Linked DNA regions of Mus musculus: region 2 is linked to region 1. A link is a contact called in public HiChIP or PLAC-seq data. All regions are on one chromosome and are shown on one strand. The core of a region is the stretch at or near the end of the contact, and the rest is flanking DNA. Distances in the headings are between cores, read along the strand shown. Region 1 holds the start of Mucl3 (mucin like 3). Region 2 holds the start of Dhx16 (DEAH (Asp-Glu-Ala-His) box polypeptide 16).

Region 1 (6,409 bases), core at 352-2,851:
AGTCCTCTGTAAAATAAAGGCTGTCAGAGGCACTGAAAGAGTCTCAGCTGGGCGTGGTGGCGCACGCCTTTAATCCCAGCACTTGGGAGGCAGAGGCAGGAGGATTTCTGAGTTCGAGGCCAGCCTGGTCTACAAAGTGAGTTCCAGGACAGCCAGGGCTACACAGAGAAACCCTGTCTCGAAAAACAAAACAACAACAACAAAAGAGTCTCAACCCCTGCCCCTGCCATTCCATGGGACCCCAGCGAGATCCTGAGCTCGGGGTAGGAGCCTCCACCTAGTTTTACCCCTAGCTGAGCCTTCTTGGAAGAATATGCTGCTTGTTATGCCCCAAGAGCTTCCAGAATTAACCCCCTCCCCTCCTGCCCCATCTCTAACATCTTAGAGATGTGGGAACTCTGCTTTTCTGTCTATACAATGGAGACCCTCCTGTAGAGGCCTCAGCCCCCTCACAGTTCCCCTACATTTGCCATCTCTGCTCCCTGGCACTGTCTCAGCACTGTCTGTTAATGAAGTGAACCAACTTAGCAATGCCACCTTCTACCCTAGCATCATCTGCCATATTAAACTTTCCTTCCTTCCTTCCTTCCTTCCTTCCTTCCTTCCTTCCTTCCTTCCTTCCTTTCCTTCCTTCCTTCCTTCTTTTTCTTTTCTTTCTTCCTTCCTTTCTTTCTATTTTTTTCTTTTTGTTGTTGTTGTTTCTTGAGACAGGGTTTCTTTGTGTAGCCCTGGCTGTCCTGGAACTCACTCTGTAGACCAGGCTGGCCTCAAACTTAGAAATCTACCTGCCTCTGCCTCCCAAGGGCTGGGATTAAAGGTGTGTGCCACCACTGCCCAGCAAACTTTTCTTATCAAACCTATCAGATGGGGACAGCACCTTGTTGAGCTGCCACAAGGGTAAAACCCCCAGAACCATGTTTGATGCTGAGCGGGTTGTACCCTAGTTACTGGCACTGACGGGCAGCATCCTTCCTGCCTTAACATTGGCGAGTGAGTCAAATGGAGGAGACAGGTCTGCAAAGAGCCTTCTGAAGCCCTCCCGTGCCCTTGTCCCACAGAACTTGCCCCTTTCAGCTGTGTGACTTCAGGTATGCTCTCTTTACCTCTCCAAATATACCTCTTCCACTGGAAGATAGATACCCTTGACCTTCAGTGGGATATTAAGGAGATGATGGGAGCTAAGAACCATGAGAATCAATGAGCTCCTGACGTAGTAAATGCCCAGTGTGTGCTAGCTCCTTCTCCTGCTCCCTAGAGCTAAGCCCACACACTATATGCAAGCTTGAAGCTCTGGGCAGGTATAGCCCCTCAGACCACGTCTCAAAAGAAACAGCAGGATGGAGATTCCTCTCCTGTATGACCTGCATACACAGGGCAACTCTTCATGGCTACCCATACCTCTTGCCTCATTCATTTCTGTGAGTGGTCATCCAGACCAATCAATACTGAGATTGCAAGCCCTCCCCCTCAATAACGGTGACCCCTTTACCTACCTGCCTCCCAAGAAGCCGGAAAGAAGAGGAGGCAGATGAAGAAGCCAAAAGTAGAATAGAGGCCACTGGTCGGCTGAGCCATGTCAGAGCTGGGAGGCTGCTCAGGGACTATGGACCAGGGACCCTTCATCTTATAAGGGGTCAGATTTGACGTCACAGGGGCTGGGGCTACTCTGAACTAAGCCTTAAGCAAATGGACCTGCCCCACCCCACAGGGGCGCCCTGATAATGGGAGACCGCAGCTATGTCATGGAGCTAGGTACCTGGGTTCCACCAAAGGGGTGGGATCTGGGGACACGAGAAGGATCTGGGTGGAGTACCTGGCCAGCCTCCTGATCCAGCCCCTACAGAAGAAAGGGCTAGTACTGGGTAGCCTGCAGGTTCTGAGCCACTGTCCATGCTCTTGAAGGATTGGACAGAGCGCTGGACCGGTCCGGGCTCTGGGAGGAGGTGCACACTCACCCTCCTGTGTCTCTGGCGTCAGCCAGCTCCACGCCCCTTACTCACACATGGTCACGCTTTCTGCCCTGGGTGGAGCTGTCCCTAGGAACAGGTGAAAGGGCAGGGACTGAGGCAGCCCTCACGTGGCCCGCCAAGTGCTTTCAGATGTGTAAGATGGTAGGACAGGCTGTGGGGGGAAGCTGAGGCAGTGACAGGGACAAGACAGGCAGGGAACCCTGGGACTTACACCACATGTCCAGCCTATTGGACATTTGTCCCTTCTCTCCTTTCCTGTACCATCCCAGTATAGCAGCTGCCTCCGTCTCAAAGCTGCATTTACCCCTGCTCAGAATGCAGACTCCTACAGAATGTGGATACCTATAGGATGTGGACTCACTTCTATAGAATGTGGACTCCTATAGGATGTGCACCTCCTATAGAATGTGGATCCTCTTATAGAATGTGGAATCCTTTAAAATGTGGACCCCTACAGAATATAGACCTTCTATAGACTATGGACCCCTATAGAATGTGGAGCTCTTATAGAATGTAGACCCCCATAGAATATGGAGCTCCTGTAGAATATGGAGTTCCTATAGAATGTGAGCCTCCTATAGAATGTGGAGCTCCTATAGAATGTGAAGTTTCTATAGAATGTAGACCTCTTATAGAGTATGGACCCCTATAGAATGCAAACTCCTATAGAATCTAGCCTCCTATAGAATGTAGAGCTCCCATAGAATGTGGAGCCCTATAGAATGTGGACCTCCTATGTCTAGAAGCTCTGCCTTCCCATTTTCATTGAAAGGTCTCAGCTGTGGGACTCAGGGGGAATTACCTCCATATCTGCTTTGAACCCACACTTGAGAGTTCATCCACTTGGACACCAGTCCCACTGGAGATCTTGGAGAGAGAGAGAAGCCCCCTCCCCTCCCTAAAACTGGTTCCCTGGAAGGCCTCCTACACTGTGAACACCCCCTATAGAATACAGGCTTCCTATAGAATGTGGACCCCTATAGGATGTGGGTCTCCTATAGAATCTGGCCTCCTATAGAATGCAGACCCTTATACAATATTTTTTGTCCCCCTCACATCCATAGCCCCAGTATCTAGGTCAGTGCCCAACATACAGGTGAGTCACCTGGGTGGGCTGGAAGTAGGGCTGCTGTTTCCTGAGGGAAATGGGTAGCAGAGAGAGTGAGGAGATCCTCGGGGAATGCAGGATCTATGGCAACAGGGACACACAGGACTCCCAGTCTGTTGTGACAAGTGCCTACACCCTTAGGCAGGGCTGGATCAGGAAAGAAGGGGAAAGGAGACCAACTGCCTATTAGCTCAGTTAATGGGAGATTAATGAGCCTCCATAGTTGGGTGGAAGACTGATGGCTCAGAACTGGCAGCCTGTAGAATAGACAGGGCAGCCTGCAGGATGAAGAAACTGAGGCAGGCTCTATCTGGGCTTGGGAGTAACTGACACCCTTTTAAATTTATTTATTTATTTATTTATTTATTTACTTACTTACTTACTTAATGTATGTGAGTACACTGTCACTCTCTTCAGACACACCAGAAGAGGTCATCAGATCCCATTACAGATGGTTGTGAGCCTCCTTGTGGTTGCTGGGAATTGAACCCAGGATCTCTGGAAGAGCAGCCTTAACCTCTGAGCCATCTTTCCAGCCCGACAACTTACTTTTCTGCTACTTTCTTTTCTACTTGTCACCTTTCCTCTAGGGTCCCTAGTCTCAAAGGCACTGGTTCTCTGCAGAGAGGGGCAATTTTGCCTCCCTGCAGGGAGATATGGCAAATCCAGGAGCTAGTCCTGCCCCAGAGGCAATGTGTGCCACAGGAAGAGCCTGGAGACACACTGGCTCTCTGTAGAGCTTGGAACACCTTCTGAGTTGAAGAACCATCAGCCTGATATGTCAGTAGTGCCGAGCGAGGGTAAGGTTTTCTTGGAATAAGCTTCCAGCTTTTCAGGACACTCACAGAAGACGCCAGTGTCTAGACAGGAGGAACCTGGGGCAGGTGGAGGCTGGTAGCCTCTCTGTTCTGAGGTTTTTGTTGGTTTGTTTGTGTTTGTTTTCTATGTGTATGGTTTCTTTGACTGCATGTGTGTCTGTGTACTACCTTTGTGCAGTCCCAACAAAGGCCAGAATAGAGAGTTTGAGCCTGAAACTGGAGTTACAGATATTTGTGAGTCATCATGTGGGTGCTGGGAACTAAACCCAGGTCCTCTTGAAGAGAGGCTAGCATTCTGAACCTCTCCAGCCCTGTCCTTTATTTATTTATTTTTTTAATGTTTTGTTGTGTTTTACTTGGCTAGATTTTATCATCTGTGTATCTGTCCATCTCTGTCTCTCTCTCTGTCTCTCTCTCTCTCTTGCTCTGTGTGTGTGTGTGTTTTGAAACAAGGTGTCCTGTACTCCAAACTGAACTTGATTTTGCTATGTAGCTGAGGATGACCTTGAACTGTGACCTTTCCTTGTGCCCCTCCCATGTGCTGGAATAATGGGCATGTACCAACCACCATGCCTGGCCCAAGATGAAGACTTACGGTCACAAGAGGTGGCTTTCTCTGTGCTGGACGCAGAGGTTGCCAGTCACAGGGTCCTCCTGACTCCTGGTGGCTGAACCTATGTGTGTATTAAGACATCTCACCTGTGAGAACAGATAAGGTCAACAATCCCAGCTTGTTCTTTCCAGATGAGGGCAGGAGAGCCTGGCACCAGGGGCTTGCCCAAGCTACACCTGGTGAGGGGCAGAAACCAGACTTTGATCAGTGTCTGCTTAGCCATGAAGCCTACAATACCTGGAAGACCAGTGGAAGGGACTGCCCAGAGGGGCATCACAGGGCAGGTGGGGCATTATAGAACATCTTCGCCTTCCATGAAGGGAGGAAGTTGGGTGAGGGGCAATCCTGGGTGGTCAGCATGCAGCAAAGGAAAGAGGCTCCGTCAGCAAGGAAGTGTTGCAGGCTAAAGAGCTTGATTGATATTTAGGGAAGAAGGGACTTGAGGGTGAGGGATGAAGGTTCTAATGGAGCCCTCTATGACAGAATAGAGATGGTCCTGCCATCCCCAAAGAGTATCTTCTGGCCGTGGGTCATCACCCTGCTGTCCCAATGCCTCACGTTGGGAACCAAACCCAGGGCTTTGTACTTGCTAGGCAATACACCTACGGCTGAGCTAAGAACCAACTCCTTTGTGTTTGTTTTTCTGTCTCATATGGTTTGTTTGGTTTGTCTTCTACAGCTAGCTGGAGCTGGCTGGGAGAGAAAGAATGACTGTTGTTCCTTCCTCAGTTTGGCAACGATAGCCACTGTCACCTTGGATATCAGGTCTATAAGAGATATAGACCGATGGGGGGGGTGGAATTGGAGCCATCACCTGTGATGCCAGGCATGGCTGCAGCTGCTTCCGGGATAACTTGAAAGATGTTTGTTGGGTCAGCATCTCCCCACTTGCACCGTCATCACCGCCATGGCAACTGTCATGGCTACTGGTACCACCACAGCATCCACTGCCACTGGCATTTCTGCGTTTGTTGCTGCAGGTGAGAGAAAGGAGAGCTGGCTCTCAAGGATTGTGGGGATTTTTCCAAGTCTTCCTTTGCCCACCCAGGATGGTCTAGGGCACAGATAAAGAGAACTGTCCCCATAAGACAGAGATCCTGTGGCCAACATCTGACTGCACCTGTGTGAGCTTCACTCATCTTTAATGACTTCTTTTCTTTCTTTCTTTTAAATATTTATTTATTTATAAATACACTGTCGGTGTCTTCAGACGCACCAGAAGAGGGCATCAGATCCCATTACAGATGGTTGTGAGCCACCATGTGGTTGCTGGGAATTGAACTCAGAACCTCTGGAAGAGCAGTCAGTGCTCTTAACTGCTGAGCCATCTCTCCAGACCATTCTCATAGCTTTAGACAGCCCCACTTCTGTATTTTTTTTCTCTTCCATTTTGGTATTTCTATGTGTGAGAAAAAGGTGATCAGAGATACCAGGTCCCTTCCTGCAGTAGGGGACTAGAGGTAGTGTCAGTCCCTCTTGGTGACTGACAGCTCACTTCCCACTATTCTGTAGGTCAGGAAAACCTCTGACCCCAAGAAGCCCTCTATTGAAAGTGGTCCCACTGAGAGAGGGTGACTGAGACACAGGAGCCTGGGAAGGAGCCATTTGGGGACAGTCAAAGAGGAAGACGCTCTCAGCCATTTTGGCTCCATACCTCATGAGCACTGCTGGCTGGCAGCCTAATGGTGGCAATGTCAGGGGTTACAGCAGCATCCCAAACCCATCTCCCTCAGAACTGGCAAGTCTACGAGATTTAAAAAAAAAAATGGGTAGGATGGGCTAATCATGGGGCCTGGGGGACAGCCACCCAGCTCTTGGCTCTCGCCATGGGATACTGCCTCCTGTGATGATCCAGAGCAGAGCAAGAGCAACAGGGATTAACAGTAGATGGCTTGCTCAG
Region 2 (6,579 bases), core at 1,343-3,842, 240 kb after region 1:
GACCTCTTGCTTGGGATTGTTTGGCCTCAATTACCCAAACAGGAATGACTTCAAGCATGTACTGTCCTGTCCACTTAGGTGCCTGAACCTGAGCAGATATAACTTATGCCGTATGTCATCCAATAGAAATACCAACAGCAGAGACGAGAATATCCAAGTTATACTTTATTCACAGAGCTTGCATCTGACCAGGCAGTGGATCCTAAAATAACTGCTTTCCATCTTCTCTCCTGCCACAGGCTTTATAGGAAGCAGAGAAAAGGAAACAAAAACCATCCATTATTCCAGAACTCAAGTTCTGTCGCTGGTCAGGTGGTCAGTCACATTTCTGAGATCTGAGACATCCATGCCTGTCCACTTTCTGAAGCTCAGAGAACTGAGTTAGTGTTTGTTGGAATCTTCTCCTGCAGTGTCATCTCATCTGTGTTGGGGAGGGGTTAGCTCACAACAAACCATTAGCAGTAGGTATGTGCCAAGCTGTTAGCAACACATACCTGGATTGCTTTTTAAAATGTGGAGTGTTTTGTTTTGACTTTATCCATTCTACTCGCTCCCCATCAGTAGGAAATAAAATCTACTTAAATTGCCTATTATTATTATTATTATTGTTATTATTATTTTGGTTTTTTGAGACAGGGTCTCTCTGTATAGCCCTGGCTGTCCTGGAACTCACTCTGTAGACCAGGCTGGCCTCGAACTCAGAAATCTGCCTGCCTCTGCCTCCCAAGTGTTGGTTAAAGGCATGTGCCACCACTGCCCGGCTTTTTTTTTTTAAGATTTATTTATTTTATGTAAGCACACTGTAGCTCTCTTCAGACACTCCAAAAGAGGGCATCAGATCTCCTTACTGATGGCTGTGAGTCACCATGTGATTGCTGGGATTTGAACTCAGGACCTTCGGAAGAATAGTTGGTTGAGCCATCTCTCCAGTTTGCCTCTCATTATTTTTGATTGTACATAAATTACACATTTCAGTCAAGTGTGATAGTACATGTCTATAATCCCCACACTTGGGAAGTAGGAACAACAGGATCAAGAGTCTAAGGTTGCTGGGCGGTGGTGTCGCTCACCTTTAATCCCAGCGCTTGGGAGGCAGAGGCAGAAGGATTTCTGAATTCGAGGCCAGCCTGGTCTACAGAGTGAGTTCCAGGACAGCCAGGGCTATACAGAGAGACCCTGTCTCAAAAAAACAAAACAAAAAACAAACAAACAAAAAGAGTTCAAGGTTGCGGGGGTGGGGGGTGGGGGGTAGGGAGGATACTGGGGTGGGGAGGTGCCCTCTCAGAGGAGAAGGGGAATAGGGGGAGAAACTCTTTCAGGGGGGACCAGGAGGGGGCAGCTTTGAGGATGTAAGTAATTAAGTGCGTAAGTAAATAAATAAATAAATAAGAGTTCAAAGTTATCTTTAGCTATGTAGTACATACAAGGCCAGCTAATTGTACATGAGTCCCGTGTTTTTTTGTTTTTTGTTTTTGTTTTTTAAATGGTGAACTGGAGAGCTGGCTTCTCAATTAAGAACACTTAGGTTTAACTCCCAGCACTCACGTGATGTCTCAAAAACACCCCTAACTACATTTTCAGGAGATCCAATGCCCTCCTCCAGATTCTGAGTGGTATACATACTTGCAAGTAAAATGCCTACACACACACACACACACACACACACACACACACACACACACCCAATAGAGGGGCTGGAGAGATGATTCAGTGGTTAAGAGCACTTGCTGCTCTCAGAAGACTGGTGTTTGGTTCCCAGCACCTATATCAGGCAGGTCCCAACCACCAGTAACTCCAAGTTCAGAGAGACACAATATCTCTGACCTAAAAGGGCACACACACACACACACACACACACACCACACACACACACACACATACTGTGCAGATAAATTCATGCAGGCAAACCCACATGCACATTAAATAAATAAATATTAAAATCTTATGATACCCAAACTCCCACCTAAATGTATTTATTATGTACCTTTAGTTTTTGTTGTTTTAATTTTTAATATTTTAAGTTAGGCCGGGCGTGGTGGTGCACGCCTTTAATCCCAGCACTCGGGAGGCAGAGGCAGGCAGATTTCCGAGTTCGAGGCCAGCCTGGTCTACAAAGTGAGTTCCAAGACAGAGAAACCCTGTCTCGAAAAACCAAAAAAAAAAAATTTATTTTTAAAAAAATTAGGTGTATGTGTGTTTGTGTATGAGCACGTGCACACAAGTGCAGGTGTCAGAAGAGACCAGAGGTGGTAGATCCTCCTGGATCTGGAGATATACGTGGTTGTTGGTGAGGGATGTGGGTGCACCGAATCGAACTCGACTTCGCTGAGCCGTCTCTCCAGCCCTTTGTTATATATCTTGTTTTCCTAACCCTGATTTGTACGTCTTTTATTTATCCCAGCTGTGGGAACTAGTTAGTCATCACTGACAGCTTGTATTGATAGAGAACTGCACCCGCGCACAGATCATTAGGGGGCGACGGAGAGCTTGGACGAGGCTGTGCATGAAAGCCTCTTGCACTTAGCGTCGGGAAAGAGGCTGCGCGATTTGAACCCGCCCAGCCACCGTCGATCCCTGGCCGGAAGAGCGCGACTCTTTCCGGGTTTCGCGGTCTGTGGAATTGGAGTCTCTACGGCAGCCGGAGCGAGGCGGTAGTACCGCAGGCTCTGTCCCCGCCGCAGTCCTGGCCGTTCCGCGGTTGCGCGCCCGGAGCAGGACGCGTCGCCATGGCGACGCCGGCGGGGCTGGAGCGGTGGGTGCAGGAGGAGCTGCACTCGGTGCTGGGGCTGAGCGAGCGGCACGTCGCGCAGTTCCTGATCGGCACCGCACAGCGCTGCGCCTCCGCCGAGGAGTTCGTGCAGCGCCTGCGGGACACCGACACCCTGGACCTCGGGGGGCCGGCGCGGGACTTCGCCCTGAAGCTCTGGAGCAAGGTGTGTGCCGCCGGGGCAGGCCACTCACAGCCGAATTGGCTCGTACGCAGTGTGGCTGTCTATTCTGTGATAGCCTGCAACTTTCAATATAGTACACAGGCTGGCTTAGAACTTGCAGCGAGCCTCCCTGGTAGTGGGGTGACAGAGAGACCTTTCATTCTTGGTTCCGCCCACCATTTAATTTTTTTCCTCTGTTATCTAGATATCATGCTAGGTGTTGGGTGTATACAGGTCTGTGGAGAAGACTCGAGATGGGGCTCTACATACATGTTTAAGCTAGAGCCATTGTTAGTTACAGCACATACCCCAGGCCTAAGGATGTAGCTCAGTTGGTAGAATGTTTGTCTAGCATACAGTAAGCCTTGGATTCAATCCCCAGCCCTGGGAAAGAGTCACTGAGAACAGAGCTAGGAGAATTAGCATTTAGGAAATAGGATCGAGGCTGGGGAGGGATGGCTTAGCAGTTAAGACCCCTTGTGCATCTGGAAGACTTGAGTTCAGTTCTCAGCAACCAGGCCTAGTGGCACACAACCATCTGTAATTCCAGCTCCAAGGAGATCGGAGGGCTTCTGGCCTTTGCCAGGTACCCCATACACATAAATAAATGAAAAATAAATCATGAAAAGAAAATGGGTTTTAGAACATAAACTACTTAAGCTCAGAACCAATACTTTAAAAAAAAAATTCTATCGTGGGGCAAGAAGAGATGGCTCAGGGATTAAGACCACTTGCTGTTCCTCTAGAGGAACCAGGTTCAATTTCTAGAACCCACGTGGCAACTCACAACTGTAACTCCAGTTCTATGAGATTCAGCACCCTCACACACAGCTCACGTTGCAGGCAGAACACCAGTGCACATAAAAATAAAAGTAAGTCATTAAAGTTAGGAAGAAGTTTTAGTTCGTGCATATGCCCGTGTGAGGCTGTGAGCGTACAACCTGTGAGAGCTGGTTCTTTGCCTCCACCACGGGATGGCTTTCAGTAATCATTTGCTCAGTGGATTCCTAGAAGGACGTTCAGAAGCTGCGGAGCCCTGTTGAGCTATGACCGTAGAACAAGACCACGAAGAAGAGAAAGATGGAGACAGGCTTTAGATATAGTAACCGGTTCGTAGGCAAATGAGGGTACTGAGGTCAGGAGCTGTCATATCTACCGGCAGGTGCCACGGAAGGCTGTGGTGGAAAAGCCAGCTCGGGCAGCTGAGCGAGAGGCCCGAGCCCTGCTAGAGAAAAACCGTTCTTATAAGTTGTTGGAAGACAGCGAGAGCGGCGAGGAGGCAGTGGGTAGTAACGGGAGCAGCCTCCAGAAGAAGCGGAAGAGACGGAAACACCTCAGGAAGAAACACCAGGAGGACGAGGAGGACGAGGAGGAAGAGGTTTCCGAGTCAGGGAAGAGGAAGGCAGGGTAAGTCAGAAGGAAGGAGAGGGATTGGAGCAGGCTGTCGGCTGTGGGGATGCTAAGCTTTCTCAGTACCCCCGTTTGATACACTGGGCTGGGTTTGCTGGGTTCAGGGGGAGTAAATCACCCACGGAGGAGAAGCCAGCCTCAGAGGATGAATGGGAAAGGACGGAGCGTGAGCGTCTCCAGGACTTGGAAGAACGGGATGCCTTTGCAGAGCGGGTTCGGCAACGGGACAAGGACCGGACCCGGAATGTCCTGGAACGGTCAGATAAGAAGGTGAGCTGAAGAGAGTCAGTCAGGCAAGTCTGGATTTGGCTGCAGAGTTGTCTCTGGGAAGACAAGAGTTGTCACTAGGGTTCCCCGTGGGCTCACTGGCTATGGTTCTCCCTGTCTGGTTGAGATCGACAGAGGTTCTCCACCGAGGAGGGGCAGCGAAGGACATTAGTCATCCTGACAGCAATGGTACCTTTGGCCTCACATCCCTTTACATGATTTCTTCTAGGCCTATGAAGAGGCTCAGAAGCGCCTCAAGATGGCTGAGGAAGATCGGAAAGCCATGGTGAGACCCTGGGTTCAAAAAGCAGTGTCTGAAGACAAAGATGGCTGGAGTGGTCGGCCGTAGCAGGAAGGGTCACAGAGGGAGTGTGCAGAGATGTGTCTGGGTGGTCAGGCTCTAGAGGAGAGGGGCCTGCCTGACAGGAACCGGAAAAGAGTGGACTTGGGTTGTAGAAGGAGAAAGTTACAAATCCTCTCGCCTTGGTAAGATCAAGTCATTGTGTCTCTGAGACTTGATGAGACACAAAATAGCTAGCACCAAAAGGCCCCACATCCTCCTCTTTGGAGTTTTGCACACTCTGAGTGTGCAGGGAGCAGGGTTTCAGTGCTGGTAGGATGAGGACTTGACTGTCCCTTCCTGACCCAGGTCCCTGAGCTCCGTAAGAAGTCTCGTCGGGAATACCTGGCGAAGCGGGAGCGAGAAAAACTGGAGGACCTGGAGGCGGAACTGGCTGATGAGGAGGTCCTGTTTGGGGACGTGGAGCTGAGTCGCCATGAGCGCAGGGAGCTCAAGTACAAGCGACGTGTGCGGGACCTGGCTCGGGAGTACCGGGCAGCCGGAGAGCAGGAGAAGCTGGAGGCCACTAATCGCTACCACATGCCCAAGGAGACCCGAGGGCAGGTGAGGGAACCCTGCCTGCTCGTGGGAGAGGCGGCACGATGGCTAGTCTTTCCCCTCTCCTGTTCATAGCTGGTAAAAGCAGTGGTGGGGAGGACCCGGGCAGCCCTGGCCACTCTTAAGTTTTCCCTGCTCCCGTCTCTCTCCACAGCCAGCTCGAACTGTGGACATCGTTGAGGAGGAATCGGGTGCGCCGGGAGAGGAGCAGCGGCGCTGGGAGGAGGCCCAGCTGGGTGCTGCATCCCTGAAGTTTGGAGCCCGAGATGCTGCTGCGCAGGAGGCCAAGTACCAGCTGGTGCTGGAGGAGGACGAGACCATCGAGTTTGTCCGTGCTGCTCAACTCCAGGGTGACGAGGTGAGAAGGAGAAAGAGTCTGGGATGCTGACTCGAGGGCCTCTAAAGGTGGTGGGGACCTCACCGTCCCTGTCCCCATCCTCAGGAGCCGTCAGGCCCGCCCCTGTCAGCCCAGGCCCAGCAGAAGGAATCTATCCAGGCTGTGCGCCGCAGCCTGCCCGTGTTCCCCTTCCGAGAGGAGCTTCTGGCCGCCATTGCCAACCATCAGGTCCTCATCATCGAAGGCGAGACTGGCTCTGGGAAGACCACACAGATCCCACAGTACCTCTTTGAGGAGGTCAGTCATTACAGTGTGGCCCAGCCCTTGAGTCAGTCCTGACAGACGCCCTTTGTGTCCCATCCTTTCCGCTAAGTCATGAGGCTTTTGAGACTGATGAGGACACTCTCTCTGTCATTTTGTTCTCCCTGCCGTCACATCCATGCCTGGGAGCAGGGAGATGGATATTATAGATTTGACCCTCTTGGGCTTTCATCCTGCATGACCTCGGCCCCGCTTTCCCTCTGCAGGGGCCAGAGAAGTAAGAGTGAAAGCCTTGTTTTCCTACTGTTTGACCTCTTGTCTCCCATTGCTTCTGGGTATGCCCCAGCCAGTCTGTCCCTGGTCAGTTCAAGTCTAGCAGAGCCCTGGTTGTAAGCAAAGACGTGTAGGACTGACTCAGCATCCCCCGGGCCCTTGGTTTCTATCTTGTCTGTCCTCTTTTCCCTGCCTTGCCTGGC

What was found. HiChIP or PLAC-seq counts read pairs in DNA pulled down with a chosen protein or histone mark.
Region 2: a FOXA1 HiChIP or PLAC-seq map of pancreatic cancer cells shows a contact between it and region 1. The contact joins the promoter of Dhx16 here to the promoter of Mucl3 in region 1. A contact is called at or near these places in 9 of 39 promoter capture datasets (the 3T3-L1 cell line, 3T3-L1-derived adipocytes, cranial neural crest and 6 more), 15 of 484 Hi-C or Micro-C datasets (CD8 T cells, the HL-1 cell line, the MNK3 cell line and 8 more), 8 of 115 datasets of contacts at active chromatin or transcription factors (T-cell acute lymphoblastic leukemia, bone marrow-derived dendritic cells, embryonic stem cells and 2 more) and 2 of 9 other capture datasets (adipose tissue and liver).

The regions. Positions count from the first base shown.
Region 1 is chr17:35,642,094-35,648,502 of GRCm38.p6, forward strand. Mucl3 (mucin like 3) reads right to left here and starts at 1,602. Exons shown (of 3, transcript NM_001033366.3): 1 at 1,494-1,602. The coding sequence starts at 1,575.
Region 2 is chr17:35,877,186-35,883,764 of GRCm38.p6, forward strand. It overlaps Dhx16 (DEAH (Asp-Glu-Ala-His) box polypeptide 16), which reads left to right and starts at 2,593. Exons shown (of 20, transcript NM_026987.2): 1 at 2,593-2,933; 2 at 4,093-4,337; 3 at 4,445-4,610; 4 at 4,837-4,893; 5 at 5,257-5,511; 6 at 5,660-5,863; 7 at 5,948-6,139. The coding sequence starts at 2,727.